Linked DNA regions of Anas platyrhynchos: region 1 is linked to region 2. The links are chromatin contacts, called in public Hi-C maps. All regions are on one chromosome and are shown on one strand. Each heading gives the region's core, a stretch centred on a gene start, on an enhancer-like site or on the middle of the called end of the contact. The rest is flanking DNA. Distances are from core to core; before and after follow the strand shown. Region 1 holds the start of NUFIP2 (nuclear FMR1 interacting protein 2). Region 2 overlaps TAOK1 (TAO kinase 1).

The links. Hi-C and Micro-C count contacts between places; a contact is called where the count stands out from the background.
Region 1: a contact with region 2 is called in a Hi-C map of subcutaneous adipose tissue, with 2.3 times the contacts expected there. The contact joins the promoter of NUFIP2 here to the enhancer-like site in region 2. A contact is called at or near these places in 4 of 8 Hi-C or Micro-C datasets (liver, skeletal muscle and subcutaneous adipose tissue).

What each region holds. Positions count from the first base shown.
Region 1 is chr20:4,822,505-4,828,235 of IASCAAS_PekinDuck_T2T, reverse strand. NUFIP2 (nuclear FMR1 interacting protein 2) reads right to left here and starts at 3,578. Exons shown (of 5, transcript XM_038165848.2): 1 at 3,221-3,578; 2 at 1-583. The coding sequence starts at 3,374. It overlaps LOC101804034 (a long non-coding RNA gene), which reads right to left. Exons shown (of 15, transcript XR_011804259.1): 14 at 5,082-5,731; 15 at 4,741-4,989. LOC119713285 (a long non-coding RNA gene) reads left to right here and starts at 3,155. Exons shown (of 2, transcript XR_005260347.2): 1 at 3,155-3,293; 2 at 3,536-5,006.
Region 2 is chr20:4,741,705-4,747,792 of IASCAAS_PekinDuck_T2T, reverse strand. TAOK1 (TAO kinase 1) reads left to right here. Exons shown (of 20, transcript XM_027471817.3): 18 at 1,244-1,456; 19 at 2,537-2,719. Among named protein-coding and RNA genes, the nearest start is that of ABHD15, 15 kb to the right of the region's middle. Within about 2 kb of position 4,007, at least 3 of the 8 cell types and tissues checked have an H3K27ac peak or open chromatin away from gene starts, as enhancers often do. A contact at or near this core is called in subcutaneous adipose tissue, where this site is marked.

The DNA.
Region 1 (5,731 bases), core at 2,329-4,828, 81 kb before region 2:
CCAGCCTCGTATTTCCAAACGGGCTTAGTATTTTCGATTCGGTTCCCCTTTTGTTCACTATAATCAGGCTTGAAACTCTCAAGTTCCTGTTTTAAGGTCGGCGTGCTGACCTCCTGTTGCATTATTTTGTCCTGTACTAGATTCAAGTTCTCACAACCCTTGGCACTGTTGCGCCTGCCTTTCCGTTTCTTAGGCGTAGTATATCCACTCTCAGAGCCGCTACCATCGTTATCGGCCCCCTTGCCTACGTAGCCATTGGTGATGTAGCTGGAGTTATTGGTCACCACGCCGTTTGGGACAGACACTCCCTCTGGCTTGTCTGAGGACTGACTTTCTCTAAGCTTGTTTTCGTAGGACTTCTCATTCTTTTTGTCCATGCTATTTTTCTGAACGAAGTTCTTGGTTTTGATTCCGGCTTTCCCCAAAGCACCGGCCTTAACGGTCTGCTTTGGGGTCACATTAGTGTCTACGAGTTGCTGGCTGCCATTGGGTACCCTGGATCCTGGGTTGGTGGTTTCATCAGAGCACAGGCCCTTCAGCGACACTTCTCGTTCCCCTGCGTTACCATTTAGCTCTCCATAGCCTAGAAGAAAGCCAAAGACAACAAAAAGCAAGAATTAGAACGGGAATCGTTACACTTCTGATTGCAAAAAGCTGTAATCAGCCCCGAACATATACAGTTTTGCCGAGCAGATGTTTTAAAATAGGAAAACTTTGTCTGCTCTCCGATACATGAAAATACATCCTTATTTGCTGGAAGCCAAGGAAAGGTTCAGCAGAAGGCACCAGCAGCTACCGGCTCTCACCCAACAGCAGCGCGGTGTTTAACACAGGTAACAAAATAAAGCAAAGAGGCACTTGAATGCTACACAAGGAAAATACGCTGTACTGAAACCCCCTTGCAACCTGGCGAGCTATTTCATCAGCTGCCATTTCCAGGTCACGCAGAGGAAATTCCCAGGATGCTTCAAGAGAGAGGGCCCTGCTGCCTTCGCTCCAAAATTCCTTGAAATTCGGCATCTACCCTGTGAGCCAGCTCCACGGCCTCTGTCCTCTCACAGGCCTGTGGCACCAGCACCCCTCCCTCCCACCTTCCTCCAAGCGCCACCTCTAGAAGAGGCAACGAGCCGCCTTCCGAAGGCCACGTGCGAGTCCGGCTGGGAGCTGGAGGGAAGACAAGGTGGCAGCATTTCCTCTGTCATTTCCAACCGGCACCTCCCTACACGTGCTCCGAGCAGGCGAGGGAAGCACCACGTCCCCCGAGCACCGCCACCGGCCCCCTGCCCACCGAGAACATCCCAGGGAAGCGCCCGTGAGGGCCCCAGCCCACCAAAGCAGGGCACTGTGCTGTTATCTCATCTCCCCTTTTTGCTTCTGGACTTCAATTCCGGGCCTGAAGGCTCTCAAGGTCTTGAGGTCATGATTTAAGCGGAGCAGAAAGCCCAGACCGAACCACCTCGCCTTCCTCGAGCCGACGCAGAGCACCACGCGTCCCCCAGGCCCGAGAGCGGGCAGGGCTCCAGCTTGGAAAAGAATGTTTTTGTTGTCACCGCTGCTGCTGAATTATGCAGCTATACTAAAAAAATCATTGTTATCCTCACATCCTGGAGCCTCAGATGCGCGGCAGATGTAACTGCTCAAGTTCTGCGCGACTCGGGAACACGGGAATCCTTGTAGGGAATCTTTACAGAAATTCCACAGCCCCCTTTGCCGAGAGGGATCAAAAAGGGTTTTACTACACTCGAGTATCTCCAACCACCACAACTTCCACTGCAACTTCCAAAGGCGCTGCTCGGAACAGGGCCCATAAATACTTCATCCCAGAGAAAACGAGCAGGGCGGGACTCTCAGCTGAGTCGAGGGCTAAAAATTAAATATTCCCCAGCAGCGAGCGGGGGAAGCCCGCTCAGGAGTAACGTGGTGCAGCTGACCTTGCGCGACTCGGGGCTCCTGACACCACCAGCTAACGAAACAAAACAATACGCGCGGTCACGAGACCACTGCGGACGAGGAGCAAAAAAGAACAAAATGAAGAAAAAAAAAATCCATTTCACCAAGTCAGCGTGTCAGCAGTTTCGAGTCCCAGTTTTCAAGGCTTCCCAACTCAGCTGAGTTTTGCCCCAAATCAAGGTTTGGGGCGGCTGGCTCCGGCCTGGAGCCAAGGGGGGCAGTGACCCAAATTTTGGGGGGTGAGGAGGACGTGGGAAGGAGGTGAGGAGCCAAGAGGAAGGGGGTGTCGGGGGGCAGTGTGTGGGGAGCCCCCCTGCTACCTGTGGGGCTCCTGGGCAGGAGGGAGCTGCCCCAGGGCCCCCAAGCTCCCTGCTGATGGAAGTGAAGATTTCAAGGAGTATGTGTATGGAGGGGGGGACGTAAAAAAACACAAAAAAAAACACTAAAAAAAAATAATCAAACCAAAACAACCCCCCCCCCCACGCACATGGCACCGCGACTCCTCATCCCACCCCGCGCTGCCTCGCGACCCGCCGCACCCCCGGCCGCTTTTATTTTTATTTTTATTTATTTATGAGCAGAACGGGCGGTGTGTCTGTGTGTGTTGGGGGGGGTGAGGTCGTGCTTTAGCGGGAGGAGGCCTCTCCATGAGGGGGCTGAGGGGGTTCCCCCAACATCGGGCTCCTCACGGGGCTGCGGCTGGAGGCTGAGGAGGGAGGCAGGGAGGGAAGGGGGCTGAGGAGAGAAGGAGGCTGAAGAGGGAAGGAGGCTGAGGAGAGGAGGCTGAGGAGGGAGGGAGGCCGCCGCCCTGCGCTTTCCGTGACTCATTGATTTGCACGCTCATCACTTTTCCACACGGGGCGGCCTCCCCCCCCCCTTCACCCCCTTCACCCCCTTCTTCATCCCCTTCATCCCCAACCGCCTCCTCGCTCCCTTTCTTTATTTTTCTTTATTTTTTTTTCCTCTCCCTTCCCCTCCCCGCACAGCCCCGGGGCCGGCCCCACACGTGCCCGGCGCTGCCGGCGGCCCCGCGGCTCCCTCAGCCGCGCCGGCTCCAACATGGCGGACAGGAAGCGGCCCCAGCGCGGCGGAGAAGCTTCCAGCCGGGCCGGGGGAGGAGGAGGAGGAGGATGAAGAGGAGGATGAAGAGCAAAGAGGAGAACGACCAGGAGCAAGGAGGAGGATGAGGAAAGCCCCGCCGCCACCCCGCGAAGGTCACCAGCCCCGTCCACGACCTCCCCCCCCCCCCATATTCCCCTCAGCCCCGGACCTGTTCTCCGCTTCGGCGCCTCCTGGTGCTTGTGGAGCGGCTTGGGCTGGGCTCGGCCGTCGGGCGGCGGCAGGTAGGGGCTGTGCGGGCGGTGGTGGCTGTAGTAGTAGTAATGGTGGTGGTGGTGGTGGTGGGGAGGGGGCTGCTCCTCCATGGGGAGGGGGCTGGCTCAGCTCGCTGCCGGCGCTGCCTTCTTCTTTTTTTTTTTTTTTTTTTTTGAGAGAGGGAGCAGCCGTGCCGTGCCTTTTTATTATATATATATTTTTTTCCTCTCGCTGTGTTTTCCTTCTTTAAAAAAAATATATTTTTTTTCAGGCCGTGCAGGCTCCGGCGGCTGGGACGCGGCTTGGCGCTGGGGGGGAGGCGGCGGAGGACTGGCAGCGACCGCCCCCCGCCCCGCGCCCCGCCCCGACCGGCGGAAAGGGAAGGGAAAAACCCCGGGGGGGGAGTCAAAAAATATGGAGGGGAGAGGCCGGCCCCACGGCTCGGGGCGGTGCTGCCTCCCCCGAGCTGCTGGGTGCGGGATTTGGGAGCGGGGGTGGGGTGGGGAGCGGCCCCAAAGGGGGGCTGGGGGGGGATGGAGGGAAAAGGGGGTCCCACAAACGGGTGCTCGCAGCCTTCCCGAGGATGTGGTGAGGAGGAGAAGGGGTCTGGAGCTTCTGCTGGGGGGTTCCTCGGGGGTCCCAAGCCCGCTGGAGCGCCCCCGGTGTGGCAGGGCTGGGGGCTGGTTCAGCGGAGCCCCCCCCGGGTCGCAGAGAGGGGTCGGGCTGCAGGGGGGGTTTAAGGGGTAAGGAGAGGGTTGGGGGACACTAAAATGTGTTGGCTGGGGTCACAGCCCTGTGTGTGGGGGGCTCAGGGTGATGAAATAGCTGCAGGTGGTGGTGGTGTGCCCTACAGCAACCGGGGGGGTGAGCGGTAAAAGAAAATCATGTAATTAAAGACTTATAATAGCCACAAAATGAATAAACAGGGTGCATAGCCCATCCTTAAAATAGGATTGTGTTTAAAATAGGATTGCGTAGCTTCTCAGGGCTTGTAGTTGTAGCCTTAATACCTGTGTGTTATTTTAAGAAATTAAAATAATAAAGCTTCTCTGTCCAGAAAGCCCGATCAGGCTTTATTTCTGCTCTGCAGGACATCACACAAAACACAGAGCCCTTCCCTTAGTTTTATTTCATCAGAATACGATCGAAAGCATATGCCTCCAGCACAGCTTCCCCCTCCCTGTTCTTTAACACGTACAAAGTAAAACCCTCCCTACCACAAATCCAACTTCTGCATTAACACCGAGGGCTCCTTTTCAAGGTTGGAGGTGCCTGAAAGAGGAGTTCTGTGCCCAAGAGGCCCTACAGTTTGCATTTCTTCCAGCACACTGCAAAGCAATTTAAGGCGCAGTGAAAGCGTTTAAAGGATGACTGCGAACGGGAGGCTCTGCCCCTGCTCCCCGGAGTAACGGTGCTGGCAGCCGCTGACTCAGAGCGACCTCACGGCGCTGAGGAGACAACTCTCGAACCCAAGAGTCAGGCTTTAATCACAGTTGACATTTTATTGGTGGCTTGGAAGAATTTATTTTTAATATAGGGAACTGGCTTGAAGACAGGCTTCAAAAGACTCCGGAGAAAGCAAACAATTACGGACAAATCAGCTGCACACACAGACAGCAGAAATCTAAATACAAAGGGCAGCGTGTTGCACGTACATGAAAGGTGAAGCAAGTCTTCTGTTTCTTAGAAGCGCTGTGTTGTCAGTTTTACATTAACCATGTAAAGCTGGAAAAAAACAACAACAACAACAACAAAACAGATTAAAAAAAAAAACACAAGATAATGTAGCCTGGGGCCCACCAAGCCCCGTAACACACCTGGCGAAGGAAGCACGGGCACCCCGCACACCCTGCTTAGTGCCGAGATGTCTTTTCATGCACTACAAGTTCCAGCATGCAGCACTGCTCCGTGCCCTGACGTCTGCGTGCCATGCTGGGACACGTAGTCCTCAGACGCTGCGCTTTCTATTAAGGGCAGGCACAAATTTCTCATTGTCGGGCTATTTCATGCTCTCCTTTCAAGCCGACTTTGTTCCGAGTGACACCAAGCACCCTGCCCTCGCTAGCGCAGCGCTGCACCAGCTATATAACACGTGCAGCTGGGTGGGAGGTGTTCTCTGGAGCTGTGGAAAAGAAACAGGAGACTTCCACGCTTCCTCATCTGCAGCGGTTTCCCTCCTTGCTGCTGAGTTTGGCAAGTCAGCAGGGTCTCTTGCAAAGGAAAGAGGTAATTTGCCTTGGAATTCCACACCCACTGCCAAGCATTCCCACATCCAGGCACAACGCTGGGCAGAGCCAGCATAATTTCTAGCTCGAACTCAGAAGGCTATTTTATAAAGCTTTGAAGTGTATGGCTTTTCAGAGAGCCTGCCATTTAACGCTGCAAAATGAAGGCAGCAAGGAATGAATCAACTGCTACAGAGCTCATGAGAAAGTTTTCCTGGACAGACCTGAGGTGATTTTTTAAT
Region 2 (6,088 bases), core at 2,758-5,257:
CACACATCTGCATTGCTGCTTCAGGTCCCAGGGCTCTCCCAGCTTATTCCAGGGACACAAATCCGCTCCTATGCTCTGTTCCTGCCCCAAGTGCATCAGGATGTGACCGTGGTGGCTGACGGTGTGAATGGCCCAGGCTGTGCTGACTGTGCTGGTGTGGTTTGTTCTGTTCTGTTTCATCCTTTGGTTTTGTGTGGTGATGTTTTTTTTCTGACCATGGAAAACTTGACTGTCTGTCAGTTAACTGGTGTCACTCATCACTTCTGGATTTGTTGGGGTTTTGTTATAAGTATCCCAGCCAGTCCTCCTGTAGAAAGATGCAGGAAACTCCACAACACCTTCCTTTTCAGGGCCTTAAAACATTTGGCAGATGTTACCCCTTACAAGCTGCTCTGCAGGCAGGTAAGGGAGGTGAAAAAAAAAGAAATAATTTATCCAAGGTCGTACAGCAAAGTCGGGCTCAGATACCTTTTCCAAGATTGATGTCTCCCGGCCCTGTGTGCAATAACACAGTTATGTGTCTGCACAGTACTGAGATGCAGCAAGTGCAAAAGGAAAACTCAATCTCCAGTAAGCCTCCGTTGGGACTGGGGAATTGTTTTGTTTGCTAGACTGGCACCATACCAGTGTTGCTTGTGGTATACATCTTCAAGTGTCAAACCTTTCCCAGCCATTTTTGCTTATCTTTATGAAAACCAGACTCTTAAAGTTAAGAGTTAAACATATCTTACGCTCATCAAACCCTCACTGGAAAAAGTGTTGCTCTTTTTCCCTGTCCCTTCCCATGCACCAGATCTGCTTCTTCTCATACCATTAAGTGCTGTTCATCTATATGTGCCATACAACCATGGTCATGTGCAAGTATGGCTTTTGGTGCTAATTAATGTTAGTTCTGTCCCTCAAGAACTCTTCTTGAAAAGCAACACCCAGCACTGGATCCAGTCCAGTGACAAATGTGAGGCTCTTTGTGCGGAGACAGCTGTATTTAGGCTGGAGCTTTGTTATAAAAGTGTCTCTATTGTAATTGTTTTGCACAGTGGCAGTGTCAAAGCAGCTGCAGCAGTAGTCATTGCCTCTTGTATATTTTGCTTCCCTCCTTGCACTGTAGATGTTAATATACATTTGTGTATTCTTGAACTCATATCCTTAATGTAATCCTAAATATCCATTTGAATGGATATTTCTCCCATTTGAAACACGCTGTTTTTTTTTTCTTTTGTTTGTGTCCCCTCCATCTTTCCAGTCAAAAGAACTACAGATAAAGAAGCAGTTTCAGGATACATGCAAGATCCAAACCAGACAGTACAAAGCACTGAGAAACCATCTGCTGGAGACCACGCCAAAGAGTGAACATAAAGCTGTCCTCAAACGGCTCAAGGAGGAGCAGACCCGGAAGCTGGCTATCCTGGCTGAGCAGTATGATCACAGCATTAATGAAATGCTCTCTACACAAGCTGTGAGTCGCCTCCGAGGGACCCAGGGTTCCTCAGCCAAAGAGGGATGTTTGCATTTTAACCGATCTGTATCCTGACAGCAGGCTATCTGCTTCCTTGCTACACATGCCATACCCTGCGCAGTCGTTCCTCTGTATTTAAAAAGCTGAATTCAAATACAGAGGAAAGAGGTGTTACTCCCATCAGACAGGTTGGAGCTGAAGCTGCTCTTGCAGAGATGCAAAGTGATGCATCCGTGTGGCTAAAGGTCTGCTTTTGCATGAAGTCTGACAGCGTGAATGTCTCTGTTAGAGCATCATTAAATCATGTGCAACTTGCTGTCATAAGTCGTTTAGGTTTTGATTTGTCATTGATACCAACCAAAGCATGTCCCACTGGTGGAAGATGCTCGGTGAGTCATGGAGGAGTTCAGAGGTTTGACTTTAAACCTGAAAAAAAAAAAGTGTTAAAAGTGTTGTGAAGGTTCTGTAAACCCTTCTTAAAGAATGACCACCTGAGCAATTCTGTGAGTCCCTGCTATAACTGAATGTGCAGTTTTCTTTGCACTTCTTGCATATTGCATCCTGCTTGTCACTCTGCACAAATTTGACACTGTGAGGCAGGGTAGCTGGCCTAATTTATGTATCAGAAGTGAAAAGTTCAGTATTGTATTGCTTTTAGGTTTGTGTCATTTTATTCTTTTGCCCTAAGTCATACATTGGCAGGGATATGAACTTAAAGTCTCCTGCTCACAGGAAATTGGTTAATCCAGTTGAACAGAGCAGGAGACCTTTTCTTTGCCTCTACCAAAAGGACAGCTGTGGATATTAGCACCTCCAGCAGTCTGCTCTCTGCAGCATGGATCGTGGTTCCTGAGGCGCCACCGCTCATCAGCGTCACTTGCATCAGCACTGTGGGCTCACAGTCACCAGTCTTTGTCACTATAGGTTCTCTGTTCAGTGAAACCAAGTACAATGGAGACCAATTGTATTGCTAAGAAAACAAAGTCCCATCCCATTCTCTCCCTCTCCCCACAGTCCTCCCCGAGAGTGTCATGAGTGGTTACCCCATAGTGAAACATCTCTATTGTCTGCCTTTCCCAGCTGCGTTTGGATGAAGCACAGGAAGCAGAGTGCCAGGTTTTGAAGATGCAGCTGCAGCAAGAATTGGAGCTGCTGAATGCATATCAGAGTAAAATCAAGATGCAGGCAGAAGCCCAGCATGATCGGGAGCTGCGTGATCTTGAACAGAGGGTATCCCTCCGTCGGGCCCTCCTTGAGCAGAAGGTAAAATGGGCATACGAGCATCATTAGCACACTCAGATCTCAGATCCTAAATTGCACTGTACCTATCAGCATAGAGAGAAATTGCTTTTACCTTGCTGTATACAGTAACATGGATCATTTGGATATTCGCCTTTCTGGGATGATAGCTCAGTGACACGCAGGCTAAACTTTGCCAGCTCAGCCATCCTATGTAAGCAGCTTCTGGCTGGGATAGAACTGCTTGAGGCATGCCAGAGCCGGAGGGAGTCGTGCCTCTCTGCACAGAAAGGAAAGCAAACTCTTCATTCTGTCTCTGAGCTGCAAATTAACATCACCAGTTTATAAAAGAACAGATGTAACAACCTAACATGAAGTTTTTTGGTTTTTGCCTTGAAATTTGCATGGTACAAGCAATTTGGGGGGGCAAAAAGGTGGCAGGGGGACGGGTTAAAATGTATTAGATGGACTTGGGATTTGAGACCCTGTTTTTTATGGTAATATGTTTGATTATTTTGGTGTAGCTCTGCTCCATTTGTCAGTGTGTGGAGACCCAGCTGCAGTTCCCTACGAAATGACACTTGTTACAGAAATACTGCTGTCAGCAGCGTTGCCCTTAAACTGCACTAGCCAGAGCCACAAGCATGGGCAAACTGCTGCTCCCTGGGTTTCAACTTGAATTGGCTGTTATATGTGTTAAGGGGCTCCTTGTTGAAGCATGCTTTTCTATGCAGTGCCAGAAACATGGTGTTTATAGAAACGTGTGCGAGGGAGGGGTCTGTGCAATCCAGAAGAAGGGTAGTTAGTGCAGCAGTCAGTGAAAGGAAATGCACAGCTTTCCTCCTGCAGCTTTTTTCCGTTTTTGATTTGCTCTGTGGGTGCCAGCTGTCACCATTCACACAGCAGTCCCAAACTTTGCTGCTGCTCGGCGATTATTAAATTACAGCAATTACTCTGTGGCCTCGAGGTTCTTCACACTTCTCCCAGAGGCTAACAGATGGATGCTTGGCTGGTAGAGGGCCCTCGTTGGAATAAAACTGCTCCACCTCATGGTGAGCAGAGGAAGCATCTCCAAGAGCACAGCATGGGCCTGCTGTGCTTTGGTCCCCTGCAAGTAGATGAATCTCTGGAAGTAACTGAATTTGTGAAAGCAGAGATCCTGTGTGGCACCCACGCGTGGAATAGCTGTCCTTAAATTCCATCGCTAGTCGTTCCTCTCCCATCCAGCTCCTGTCACAGCCCTGCACGTAAGCGTGTAAGCAGGCTGGGTGTGCATTGCCCTCTGGCGGTGCGAGCTGACGAGAGCTCTGGGAAGCAGTGTGACATAGCAAGCCTGCTGCTGGCCATCTCTTTGTGCGGGGGATCAGCAGAGACTGCACTGCACACAACATGATGCCAAAAGCTGAACTGAGGCCAGTGGCTCATGGAAACGCACATCAACCAATATTAATGTTGTACAAGTCTTTCAGCGTGCACAAGGATCAAAGTCTGTGCACAGAAGGCCCATACAAATCATTTGCCATTGGTAATGGGGAAGGAAGCTTAGTAAAGTTATAGTATAGTGGAGAAAAGGAAACAACAACAGTAAATTCTAAGATAATTTTTCCTTTTTTTTTAATGTGTCCTGTATGTCTCTGCAAGACTAACACCTTAAAAACAGATAGATAAATAAATAAATAAATAACAGTCCATCGACTCCCATGGGAGGGAGCCTTTATTTAGCAATATAAGCAATGCCAGTGCATTGCTGCTCACAAAGTTGTGGACCAGAGGTGAGACTTTCTTGCTGGGATTACAATTACTTAGTGGCAGCTCAAGGAAAAAGAACTGGGTGCAAAGGTAGATGCACCCTTCTTTTGCAGGGATATTCCTTACAGGGAGGGGTGGACAGACTTTGTAGGAGTTGCCAGTGCTCTGGTGTGGGTTGCTCAGCAGTGTCACCAGGGATTTGTGTGCCTGTGCTCACTGAGGCTGTCTGGCAGCCAGGGAGAGGGCAGGTACGTGCACAAGTCGAATGTCTGAATTCACGTGCACAATTACATACCTAGCCTGTGGCAAAGTCAGTCCCTGATGTTCCACGGTAAATGAGGTTCCAGAAGTAAGCATGTGCATAGGATTCTGCTTCCTTCTCAGCGCAGTGCTCTCCGTTTTTGGTGGTGCCCATCACCACAGTAACTCAACAGAGCGTAAATGACTCAGGCTAAGGAGCCAGCAGCCAGCCCCATCCCTGCACAGTCTGTAAGTGCCAGTGACTGAGGTCCAGTTACACCCTGATGCGATGTTGTTCGTATTGCACCAGTCACAAGCGTGTCCCAGGAGTGTCTTTAAAAGACTTCAGATTTACTCGTTTCCTTCTCATGTGCCTCAGGCACCTCATCTTCAGTCCTGCATCCTGAGGTTGTTTCTAAGTGATGTCATTTTAACACAGCGCGTTGGGCATGCAAAGTTGGATTGCACAAAGTCCTGTTTTGTTTTGTTTTCTGTCGCAAAGACTGAAAACTATGTGCAGCTAGATGTGCTGAGGATGCTCTAGTTCTGAAAGAAAAGGGGATTCTTTTTATATAGTGTCACTGGAAGAAATATGTGCAGCATTTTGAAGAGCTAACGTCAGAGAAAGCGCCTTCCTCTTGCTGTTTGCAAGCCAGCTGACCACTGCACGGCTCTCAGAAGAGTAGGGAAGGCTGCTCCGTGAGTCAGTGTCACTCACCTAGCACCAAGAAGCAGACAAGTGGAGAAGGCTGTTTCTGAGAGCCCAGAATGGCTCAGGAGATGACTCACATAGGAGCAGATTGTTTCCTAAATTCCAGATGAAGTCATTTTGAGTATTCCCTGACTAAGGCAAGAGAATGCTTACAGCGCTCTGCCCGGTACCTCCAGCACAGACCAAAATAACTCCTCTTGACCACATTGCTGCTGATGCTAGTGAGCTCTGTTTAAAAGCCTTGGCTACTGCTTTTTACCCTTTTGGCCTATTTCACTGAAGCCAAAAGTAGCTTTTTCAGTGCTGGCAAGAAGATAATGGAGCGATTCTTTGGTTCTCCACCTGCCTGCAAAGATTTCAGTAAGAAAGGCTTTCATCCCTCCCTGATGGGTGTCAGGAGGCTGTAGCCCAAAGTTATCTGCACTGAAAAGAGCTGATCCCAGTGCCCCTACCAAAGTACAGCTGGAAACTGGTTTGGAACAGTGTCACAGGGAGGATACTGGAGTTGCCAGCTTGCATATCATCCAGCTAATAATCTGCCACCCGGTGCAAACATCACTGCCTGCTTTCTTAAGTCGCACGCACTGGGGGAAGTATCAGGGTAACACAACCAATTTAGGAAAGGGATAGATAAGAGGTGATAAACATGAGCTAAGAAAAGCTGGCTGATGAACATTGGAGAGGAAATTGAA